Regions from separate parts of the Pan troglodytes genome. Here region 1 is linked to region 2. Evidence: chromatin contacts called from public capture Hi-C data. All regions are on one chromosome and are shown on one strand. Each heading gives the region's core, a stretch centred on a gene start, on an enhancer-like site or on the middle of the called end of the contact. The rest is flanking DNA. Distances are from core to core; before and after follow the strand shown. Region 1 overlaps LOC129136419 (a long non-coding RNA gene). Region 2 overlaps TP53I11 (tumor protein p53 inducible protein 11).

Evidence for each region. Capture Hi-C pulls out chosen DNA fragments and counts their contacts.
Region 1: a contact with region 2 is called in a capture Hi-C map of stem cell-derived neural stem cells, with 6 times the contacts expected there. The contact joins two enhancer-like sites. A contact is called at or near these places in 5 of 7 Hi-C or Micro-C datasets (blood, induced pluripotent stem cells, a lymphoblastoid cell line and 1 more), 1 of 1 datasets of contacts at active chromatin or transcription factors (stem cell-derived excitatory neurons) and 1 of 1 other capture datasets (stem cell-derived neural stem cells).

Annotation. Positions count from the first base shown.
Region 1 is chr9:49,116,375-49,121,084 of NHGRI_mPanTro3-v2.0_pri, reverse strand. LOC129136419 (a long non-coding RNA gene) reads left to right here. Exons shown (of 5, transcript XR_010147539.1): 5 at 814-1,736. Among named protein-coding and RNA genes, the nearest start is that of PRDM11, 41 kb to the left of the region's middle. Within about 2 kb of position 2,419, at least 3 of the 24 cell types and tissues checked have an H3K27ac peak or open chromatin away from gene starts, as enhancers often do. A contact at or near this core is called in stem cell-derived neural stem cells, where this site is marked.
Region 2 is chr9:48,957,388-48,961,969 of NHGRI_mPanTro3-v2.0_pri, reverse strand. The region is part of intron 1 of TP53I11 (tumor protein p53 inducible protein 11); the gene reads left to right. Among named protein-coding and RNA genes, the nearest start is that of TP53I11, 4.9 kb to the left of the region's middle. Within about 2 kb of position 1,994, at least 3 of the 24 cell types and tissues checked have an H3K27ac peak or open chromatin away from gene starts, as enhancers often do. A contact at or near this core is called in stem cell-derived neural stem cells, where this site is marked.

The DNA of each region.
Region 1 (4,710 bases), core at 1,170-3,669, 160 kb before region 2:
CCACGTGCATGGGTCTGATCAAGCGAGATTAAGATGAATCCAGGGCGGGGTGCAGTGGCTCACGCTTGTAATCCCAGCACTTTGGGAGGCCAAGGCCAGGAGTTTGAGACCAGCCTAGTCAACATGGTGAGACCCTGTCTCTACTAAAAATACAAAATACACACACAAAATAAGTTAGCCAGGCATGGTGGTGTAGACCTGTAGTCCCAGCTACTTGGGGGTTGAGACATGAGAATCACTTGTACCCTGGAGGTGGAGGTTGCGATGAGTTGAGCTCTCACCACTGCACTCCAGCCTGGGTGACAGAGCGAGACTCTGTCTCACAAAAAAAAAAAAAAAAAAAAAAAAAAATCCAACCCACATTTATTGAGCACTTATTATATGCCAGGAACTGTGCTGGAGCCTTTATGTATATTAACTAGTTTAATTTGTACAATGCCACGCAAATCTATCAGTTCATTTAACACTATAGAGGATTGGTGTGAAAGCAACACGGAAAAGCCAGTCAGCAGACCCAGCAAACCTGACAGGCTTAGAGGGACCCCACCCCTACCCCTGCCCTGTCCCCCACTCAACTAGAGATGGGCATTTTCTTAAAGGCAGATGGCACAGAAGTCCAGACCTCCCTCTTGGCTTTCCCACTGCACCCCATCCGCCCTCTGTTCTGCTTCATCAGTTGTCCACATTTGACATTCATTAGACTTACTCTTCACAACTGTATACACAAAACCATGTGTATCCATGCTGGTGGGGAGCATAAGAGGTTCTCAAGGGTCGTTTTGTGTGTACCTAATTTTTGCCTTACTGATTTAGAACTTGCCCCTGAAATGGGCTATGACTCATTGAACTATAATTAGCCCCGTTTTGCAAGTGAGAAAGTGGAGTTCGAAGATGTCATCAGCCCAGGTCACACAGATGGTGGAGACCAGTGTGGAGCCTGGGAGTGGGCTGAGCAGAGCATCTGGACTTTGAGCTTCCATCAGACCCCGAGATAGTCACCTGTCCTGGCTGCCTGGTGACCCTGGTGTGCTAACTTGGCACTTATCTTGCTCTATGAAGGCCCCTGAGCCCCCTAAACACCAGATGGGTGGCTTCAGCCAGCCCCATACTGACCTGTGAAGCCCAGGTATTGCTGGCCAACCCACCCCACTCACAGACAGAAGCAGTTCTCCGTCTTTTGGCTTTAGCAGATCTGCTTCATTTCTCCTCCCCACAAAGCCTGGACTTTGTTCTGGGGGTATCCCTGTTTGCAGTGAAGCTTTTTCACTCAGTGCTCAATCTGATCCCAACTCCACCCCACATCTCTGACTGCATAGACCTTTGTGACTGCCTTGACCAGTAGAGTATGGCAGAAGATGCTCTGTAACTTCCCAGGCTAGATCTAGAAAATGCCACGCATTTCTGCCTTGCTCTCCTGGGACATCCACTCTTAGAACCCAGCTGCCGTGCTAAAAAGAACTCACAGACCACGTGGAGTGGAGCAGACGGGTCAGTGTCCCAGGTGGCAGCCCGTGTCAGCCTCAGACCTGCACGTGAGGATGCCCACCAGAGGGTTCCTGCCACCACCGTCAAGTCACCCCAGGCTTCATCTTCCAGCCGGCGCCTCAGGCATTATGGGCAGAGGTAAACTGTCTCCATGATGCCCTTTCCAAATTTCTGACCCACAGAATCCATGACTATAATAAAATGGCTGTTTTATGTGCTCAATTTTGGGGTGGTTTGTAGCATAGCAGTATAACTAGAACATCTAGCTCGTGAGAGAACCAGCAAAGAAAGCAAAAATCACCCCAGCCTATAAAGGGCCCTGAGGGTGGTGGGACCCATGGGTGACAGGAAACCAATCCCTGCCCCCCAAGAGATGGCAGGGCCTCCAACGAGAACAGCTGTGTGGCTTGCGAGGGAGCCTGCACCCTAAGCTGGGGCTGCCAACCGGGTGTAAACTGCTGAGCCCCTGAAAGTGCAGGAGCTTGGGACCTCCTACCTCCACAGACATGGCCAGCCTGGGCTAGAGGCCAGAGGGATTGCAGTGACCCCAGAGGCCCTTTCCTTCCCTCTGGGGCCACGGACACTTGCTGTCATCTGTGCTCTCTCAGGTGGGGGAAGTTCAGGTGTGGGTGAGCCCAGGAGGAGGAACTGGAGAGAAAATTTGAAAGCAAATGTGAAAACGAATGATTTCTTGCACATTTGAGTTTGCAAAGTAAAAGCCTTCTCGGTGCCAGGAACTCTTTGTTGCCCAAAGGAAATCATGTTAGAAGGGTCGGTCCAGCCTGACTTCATGGTCTCAGAGATGTGTGACCCTCACCCCTGGAGAGGCCTCTGTGGCCCTGGGGCTTAGCACCAAGCACTTTGTAGGGGTCTCAGAAATGCTGCCCACTGGAGCAGAGGGCTTCTGGGAAGAGCCATGGGCTCCTCCACTGCCTTGTAGCAGAGGCTGCCCCCAGGGAGAGGGAGGTGGGATCAGAGCCTGAGGCTACGTCCTGGCAATTGTTGTTGTGGCCACCAGGTGGCGGGCCAGGGCCATGCCAAGCTGTTGGGAAGGGCAATCCCAGAGGGGCCTGGACTGGGAGGCCCAGCTGCTTCCATGGCTCTGCTGTCACCACGGCTGGAGGGAGGGGCTGCAGAGTCAGCTGTAGCAGTGGAGGCTGAGGCCCTCTCACAGTGATGAGGTGGCTTTCAGAAGGCTTGAGCACCTGTGGTTCCCCTCGAGGCCTGGTGTGCAGAGGTCTGGCTTCCAGTCCCAGCTCTGCTGTGCAGCCTTAGACAAGCCCTTTCCCTCTCTGATAGATGAGGGTTCTCACTAGATGAGCTCAAGGCTTTTGCAGCACCTGGTGGCTATGACCAGTTGGGTGACCTTAGGTAGGTCATGGGGTGCTATGGTCTGAATGTGTACTCCTCAAATTCCCACATTGAAACCTAATCACCGATGTGATGGTAGGAGGTGGGGCATTGAAGAGGCGATTAGGCCATGAGGACAGTTGACTGGGATTAGTGCCCTTATGAAATAGGTCTGAGGGAGCTCTTTCATCACTTATACTCTGTAAAGATACAGCAAGAAGGTGCCATCTGTACATGAGAAAGTGGGTCTTCACCAGACACCAAATCTGGGGCACCTTGATCTTGGACTTCCCAGCTCCCAGAACTATAAGAAATACATGTTTGCTCTTTGTAAACCACCTAGATTATGGTATTTTTGTTATAGCTGCCCAAGCAGACTAAGACATGGGGCCACTGGCCCCGTGATGGGAATGGGGTGGAATTACATGACCCCTGTCCAGGATGCAGGAGGAGGCCTGGGAAGCTGCTTGGACATCAGAAGGCATCGAGAACCCAACTCTGGGTCCCCGATCTGAATTAACCTCAGGGCTGGGATGATATTCCTATTGCTTTTCTAAAGTGCCCCACCCAGTCCCTTTAGCCGTATTGGTGGTTCTGTGTCATCTGCAGCACTGAGGTTTCTGGGCAGGTTTTAGGCCACCTCCCCCCAAAACCTTTGTTCCTCTTCCCTGGGCTGTGTTTCTGCCATGAGTCACCTTGGGGCTGAGGTCCCAGGTGGGAGATGGGTCATAGCTGGGTGGGGTCTGAAGTGTCTGTGCCTCAGTTTCCTCATCTGCAAAATGGAGAGGCTCTTGCCCATCCTGTAAGGTCAGTAGGAGGACCAGAGTCTTCACTCCATGATCTCACTCAGCTATCACAGCAACCTTGAGCGGCAGGAAGGGCACGTGTCCTCGTCCCCATTTTGCAGATGAGAAACCCAACCCCCATGGATGAGAAGCAGCTTGCCCCCTTTCATCCAGAGGAGCCTGAATTCAGACCCACATCTGCCTGTCCGGCCCTGTGCCCTGTGCTGCCCTGCTGCCTTCTTCTGCCCTTACTCCTTCTGGCCAGCTGATGCCTGCTTTCTTGAGAGAAGTCCCTCTGGTGCCTCATCACCTGTAAGAGCCAGGTCTCCTGGGAACAAGTGGACAACATTTTGGTCTTGTGCTTTGCCAGGTGCAGTGGCCCTTGAGGGCTAGCCTGTCCACACAGCTCTGTTGCCCTGGGCCCTGCTCAGCCTATCCTAGCTTGAGGGCTATGCCCAGGCGAAAAAGTCTAGGGCATGGAATTAGATCATCTAGAGCAAGTTTTCACCAAGCCTCAATCCCTCAGCTATAAAAAGTAAGTCAACTTACAGGGTCATTGCAAAATAAAGCACAGCTATATTTGAAAGTGCTGAGTGACAGCAGGGATAACCATCGCCCTCAATGCATCCTGACTTGGTGCCAGGCCCTGAGCTGAGCCCCTTTCTTACATGATTTCTCTTGGTTTTCACCGTTAAAGGTAGATTAGTGTTATTGCTTCCTTTCTTGTAGAGGTATAATTTATATATATATAATTTATATATAATATATATGTTATATATTATATGTTTATATTATATATACTATATATAGTATTACATATAATGTATATATTATATATACAGTAAAGTACACAAACCTTAAGTGTACAACTCAATGACTTTTTAAAACCGTGTGACCATCAAGACAGAAGTATTTCTGACACCCTCAAAGGCCCCCTCAAGCTCCCTCTCGGTCAATACCCTGCCAAAGGTTAACACTTAAGTTTGGGTTATTTTTCCTGGTCTTACAGATGGGGAAACTGAGGCTCAGGGAGGAACTGTGAACTGCTCGAAGTCACAAAGCTGCAAAACGGTAGGGCCTAGATTTTTCT
Region 2 (4,582 bases), core at 745-3,244:
TTGAGGGAGATGAGGGAGTGAGCTGTGTAGACAGCTAGAGCACAGCCCATGCAAAGACCCTGAAGCTGGAATGTGACTGCCCTGCAGCTAGGGGGGAGTGAGGGGCTGAGGAAGAGTGAGTGACTGAGAAGGGATGAATTCCTCCCCTTTCACAGGTGAGGGAAGTGAGGCTCAGAGACGGTATATCAGTCACCCCAGGACACACAGGCCAGGAGAGGCAGCTGCAGGGCGGGGTGCCTGATGTTCTGACTCCTGGTCCACGATACCTCCCCGGCACCCTGCGTCTCACTGTTTATCCTGCTACACCGGCTGGACCCCTCCCAGGGCCAGCGCAGCATCGTCGTCCTGCCCCAAAGTGACCCTTGCTCTCTCTCATCCCACTTCCTTCCTATGACCACTCCCTTCTGAGCACCCAACTCTGACCTGGCACATGATCCCTAGAAGGGGACCTGCTCTGAGGCAGATTTGGTCAAGGGGCAACTGAGGCAAGGAAGTAGAGTCTTCTAGTCTAAAAATAATGAGCAGCATTATTATTGAACATTAACTACAAAACAGGCGCTGTTCTGGATTTTTTTGGTGCATCTTCTCACTGGTGAGAAGTTGGTGTCATTATTACACCCCATTTAACAGATGAGGAAACTGAGGCCCAGGGAGGCAGAGTCACTGGCCCAAAGGCATACAGCTCATAAGTGGTAGAGCCAGGATGAAGCACAAGCCTTTTAAGTCATGAGCTAGTCCTTTAACCACTAAGCCAGCACCCCAGGATTGGGGAGACACTCAGTCCTGAACTATGGTTGTGGCCCATCTTATCCTGCAAAAAGGGCAGGGACCCTTCCACCTGCCTCCCCCAACTCACCCAGAAGACAAATCACCATTTGCTTTTGAAGAAACGGGCTCAAAATGTGGAGCATCCCTTCGAGGAAGCTCCTGTCCTTTCCTCTCCCTTCCTCTCCCACCCTCTTCTCCCCTCTAAGTTCCTGAACAGCCACGGGGTGGGGGAGGGGCATGGGGAGAGTGGGGTCAGGTCGGAGAGGGAGGTGCCTGCTGCATTCTCACCAGACCCCTAGCCCCATAGGATCTGGAAGTCAGGCTGTCCTGATGACGACACCAGCTGCCCTTGAGGGCCCTGACATGGTCACTGGGCCAAGGGGCAGGCTGGCCTATTCTCAGAGTGGAAAAGGACAGGAATTCTTCATGTTCTGCCCATGTGAATGACCGTCGAGACAGGAAAAACCTCCCAGTGACTTCTGAGTGGTGATGGAGGCCATCAGAGGGCCTGATCCCCTTGCCTACAGCAGCAGCTTCAGACCCCCGGGGGAGGAGCCCAGGAATGCCTCCTTCTTGCCACCTGCTCTGCCCTGACCTCTCGCCCTCTTCAGCACAGTAGGGAATGTTCATATTTGTCCCTAAAGCTTTGGAAATGTTTCTGATGAAAGGTTGGGCTTCCCTCTGCCTTTCTGGAAATTGGGCCCCTTCAAAAAGAAAGAGTAGGAAGATAGGACCTGTGTGCCAGTCCAGGCTGAGGGGTGGCGGGACTTGGGGGTGAGGCAGCTTGAGCTGGGGCCCAGCAGGGACCTGGAGTGTGGCCGCTGTGAGGCAGGGCTGGGAGGGGCCCTAGAGACCACATTCTCATTTTCTTAGACAAAGAAACTGAGCCCCAAAGACAGGGCCTGGCTTACCAGTGATGGCAGAATCTGCCTGTGACCTCAGCTGTCCTGTCTCCGAGCCCAGTGATTCAGGACACATTGCCACCTTCCAGCTCCAGGACAAACCTTCCACTATCAGATCTCAGGGCACATGTTCCTGGAGGTTCTTGGAAATGGGGCGTGGAACCTTTCTCAACTGCAGAGCTGTGTCATGGAGACGGGGGTTGCCACTGCCATGGGACTCGCATCCTGCGCCTGCCTCTCCCGGCCAGTTCCGCTCTGTCCTCACTCTTTGCAGCAGGCTGGACACTGAGCCCAGTGGTGATGCTGAGATGATGAGGAAGACGGATGCTGCAGCATCGCCCTCCACTGGCTCAGGATCTGCTTGAGAGACAAGACTGACTAAGGCAGCCCCAGCCTTTGGAATAATGATGCTCTCGAGGGATGGCCTGATAGCAAGCCAGCTGGAGCCAGCCAAGGCCCATCCACCGGGTAGCCTCGCCTCGGCTTCCTCCTTAGCTGTGGGCCTCCGATGAAACCTACACCCCAGAGGCTGCTGTGAGGATGTCAGTAGTGCAGCCGCTTTCATAAAGCCTCTTTTGTGTCCCATGACTTCTAGATTAGCTGTCTAGCCCCCAGACAGCCTTGTGACTCAGGGACCACCGCCCCATTTACGGTGGAAGGAAGGGAGGCTCCTTCAAAGAGGAGTTTGTCTGCCCAAAGGCACGAGCCTAGTAGTGCAGAGCCAAGATCTGAACACAAGTCCCTTAGTCCCTAAGCCTCTCCAGTACAGCCATTGACAAGTGGATTCACTGCCTGATGGCCCAGGCAATAGATTCTGGGCTAGGGGATCTCTAGACCCCATCCTGCCCAGGGGCCGACGGCAGCCCTGGGAGGGACCGCAGCTGGAGTGGATGACGCAAGCTCTGGACCTTCTATTCCGTCCCGCCCTCCAGGGAGCAGAGATTCTTTCTCCTGCCTCCCCTTCTCTCTGGCCGGGGACCTGAGGCTCTGGCTCTCACTGCCAGCACCCCGCCCCCCAACTCTGTGTTGCCCTGTCCCAGACCCCATTTCCAGCTATTTTGTACTAAAGCGATAACAGAACAATGGGTCTCCCTGCATCCCTCCCCAAGTCCTGCTGGAGTCGCAGGGCTTTAACCCAAGGGAGGCTGGACCCCAGAGAGGAGTCCAGATGCTGGCGACCACCAGGGACTTTTCCGGGGGAGTTGCCATGGGGAAGATGGGTTAGAGCTCAGTTCACGTCCACCAAACACCCCCCCACCCCCACCACCGCACACATTGCACACACACATCAGCTTCTCTTAGGATGTCCAGTTAAAGAACAGTTACCTTGGCTTGAATTCCAGCTCTGCCACTTACCTCAAGGGACACTCGAATAAGTCACATGAGCCTTCGTTTTCTCATGTGTAAGATGGGGGTGATAATATGGCCATTCTCATAGGGTTGTGGTGGGGATAGCAGGGGATTCATGGTCTTGAAGTACTTGCCCCGCTCCTCCCAGCCCCGGGGTAGGCGGCCCTGGGGGCAGTCTTCCTTATGAGGGGAGGAGGAACAGGTGTGCTGCCTGCCCCTATCACAGAAGCTCTTGTTTGGAAAGGCAGTGGCTCCTTGGCTGAGGTGTGCAGCAGCAGTGACTCCCCCTTGACTCACAGGGAGGCTTGGCCACTGATGGATGTTCTGGGCCCCTTCCTCTTCCCTCCCTCATCTTCCCCACTCCCCCGGCCAGTCAGGTTTCCTAAGCCAGCCCTCACGGGCATAGTCTTCATGCTGGGGACAGCTCGGCAGTCCATCTGTTTCTATAGAAACCAGGCTTCCTGGGAAAGAGACAGGGGGTTGGGGAAGTCCTCCAGGATCTGCATGGGAATGATGCCTCAGTCCCATCTGATCTGGCCAGGGCAGAGCCTGGGCAGCCACCTTATTCATGTTATTAATTGCTGTCCTTTACAGAGTACACACCAGAGGCCAGGCTCCTCAGCTGCACTTTTTCATCATCACACATCACAAACCTGTGGGCTTTGTACAGAAGTAGTAGTCTGGTTTCACAGATGAGGACATAGAGGCTCAGAGAGGTTAAGTAACTTTCCTGAGGTCACAGAGCAATAAAGAGGAGCAGGGATTTGAGCCCAAGTTTTCCCAATCGTTACAAATATGCTTACCACCTCCCTGTCTGTCATCCTCTCCTGACTCTTGTACCCCCAAAAAGCCCCTCTCTTCCTGGCTGGTTTAGTCTTGGGGGCTTTGCTTGTTCCCGCCTCGCCCCTGGGAACTATGTGGAGGTGCTCTTCCCTGGCCTCAGATTCCACAGCAGATGGGGAGGTGGGAGGGACTGCAGGGAGTCAGATCTTGGCTGAAGAGGGCCTCTTAGCTCCTCCCGACTCATTCATTCAATCACAAATGCCTGTTGAACTCCTCCTGTGCCCGGAGTTGTCCCAGGCTCAGAGAACAAGACCCAAAGAAATCCTTGCCCTGGGGCACTCCCCTGCGAGTGATGCCACAGCTTTCTGAGGAGGTGGGGCAATGTCAGAGGCCAGTGTTCTCATCCAGTCCTCTAACCTTCACGGCTGCCCAGACCCCCCACTGCCAGGTCCTCTGCCAAGAGCATTTGCACCCCATCTCCTGGAGTCTTCAGCACCCCATGAGTAAGGCAAGTAAGGCGCTGTGGTGTGATCCCCATTGTATTGAGGGCTGAGACTGCTCGCTCAAGGCCACCTGACCAACAGAGAGTGGCCACTTTTGAATCCAGTTCTGCCTAATTGGAAAGCCCTTTCCTGCCCTATGCCACCAGCTTCCATGTGGCCTGGGGCACAGCCTCCCCTCAGCCCGCCACGTCTAACCTGTGGGCTTCTGAGTGTGCTGGTTGGGCTTAGCCTGACAGCTGCTCATTCCACCTGTGTTGACAAAGTGCCTGCTGTGCA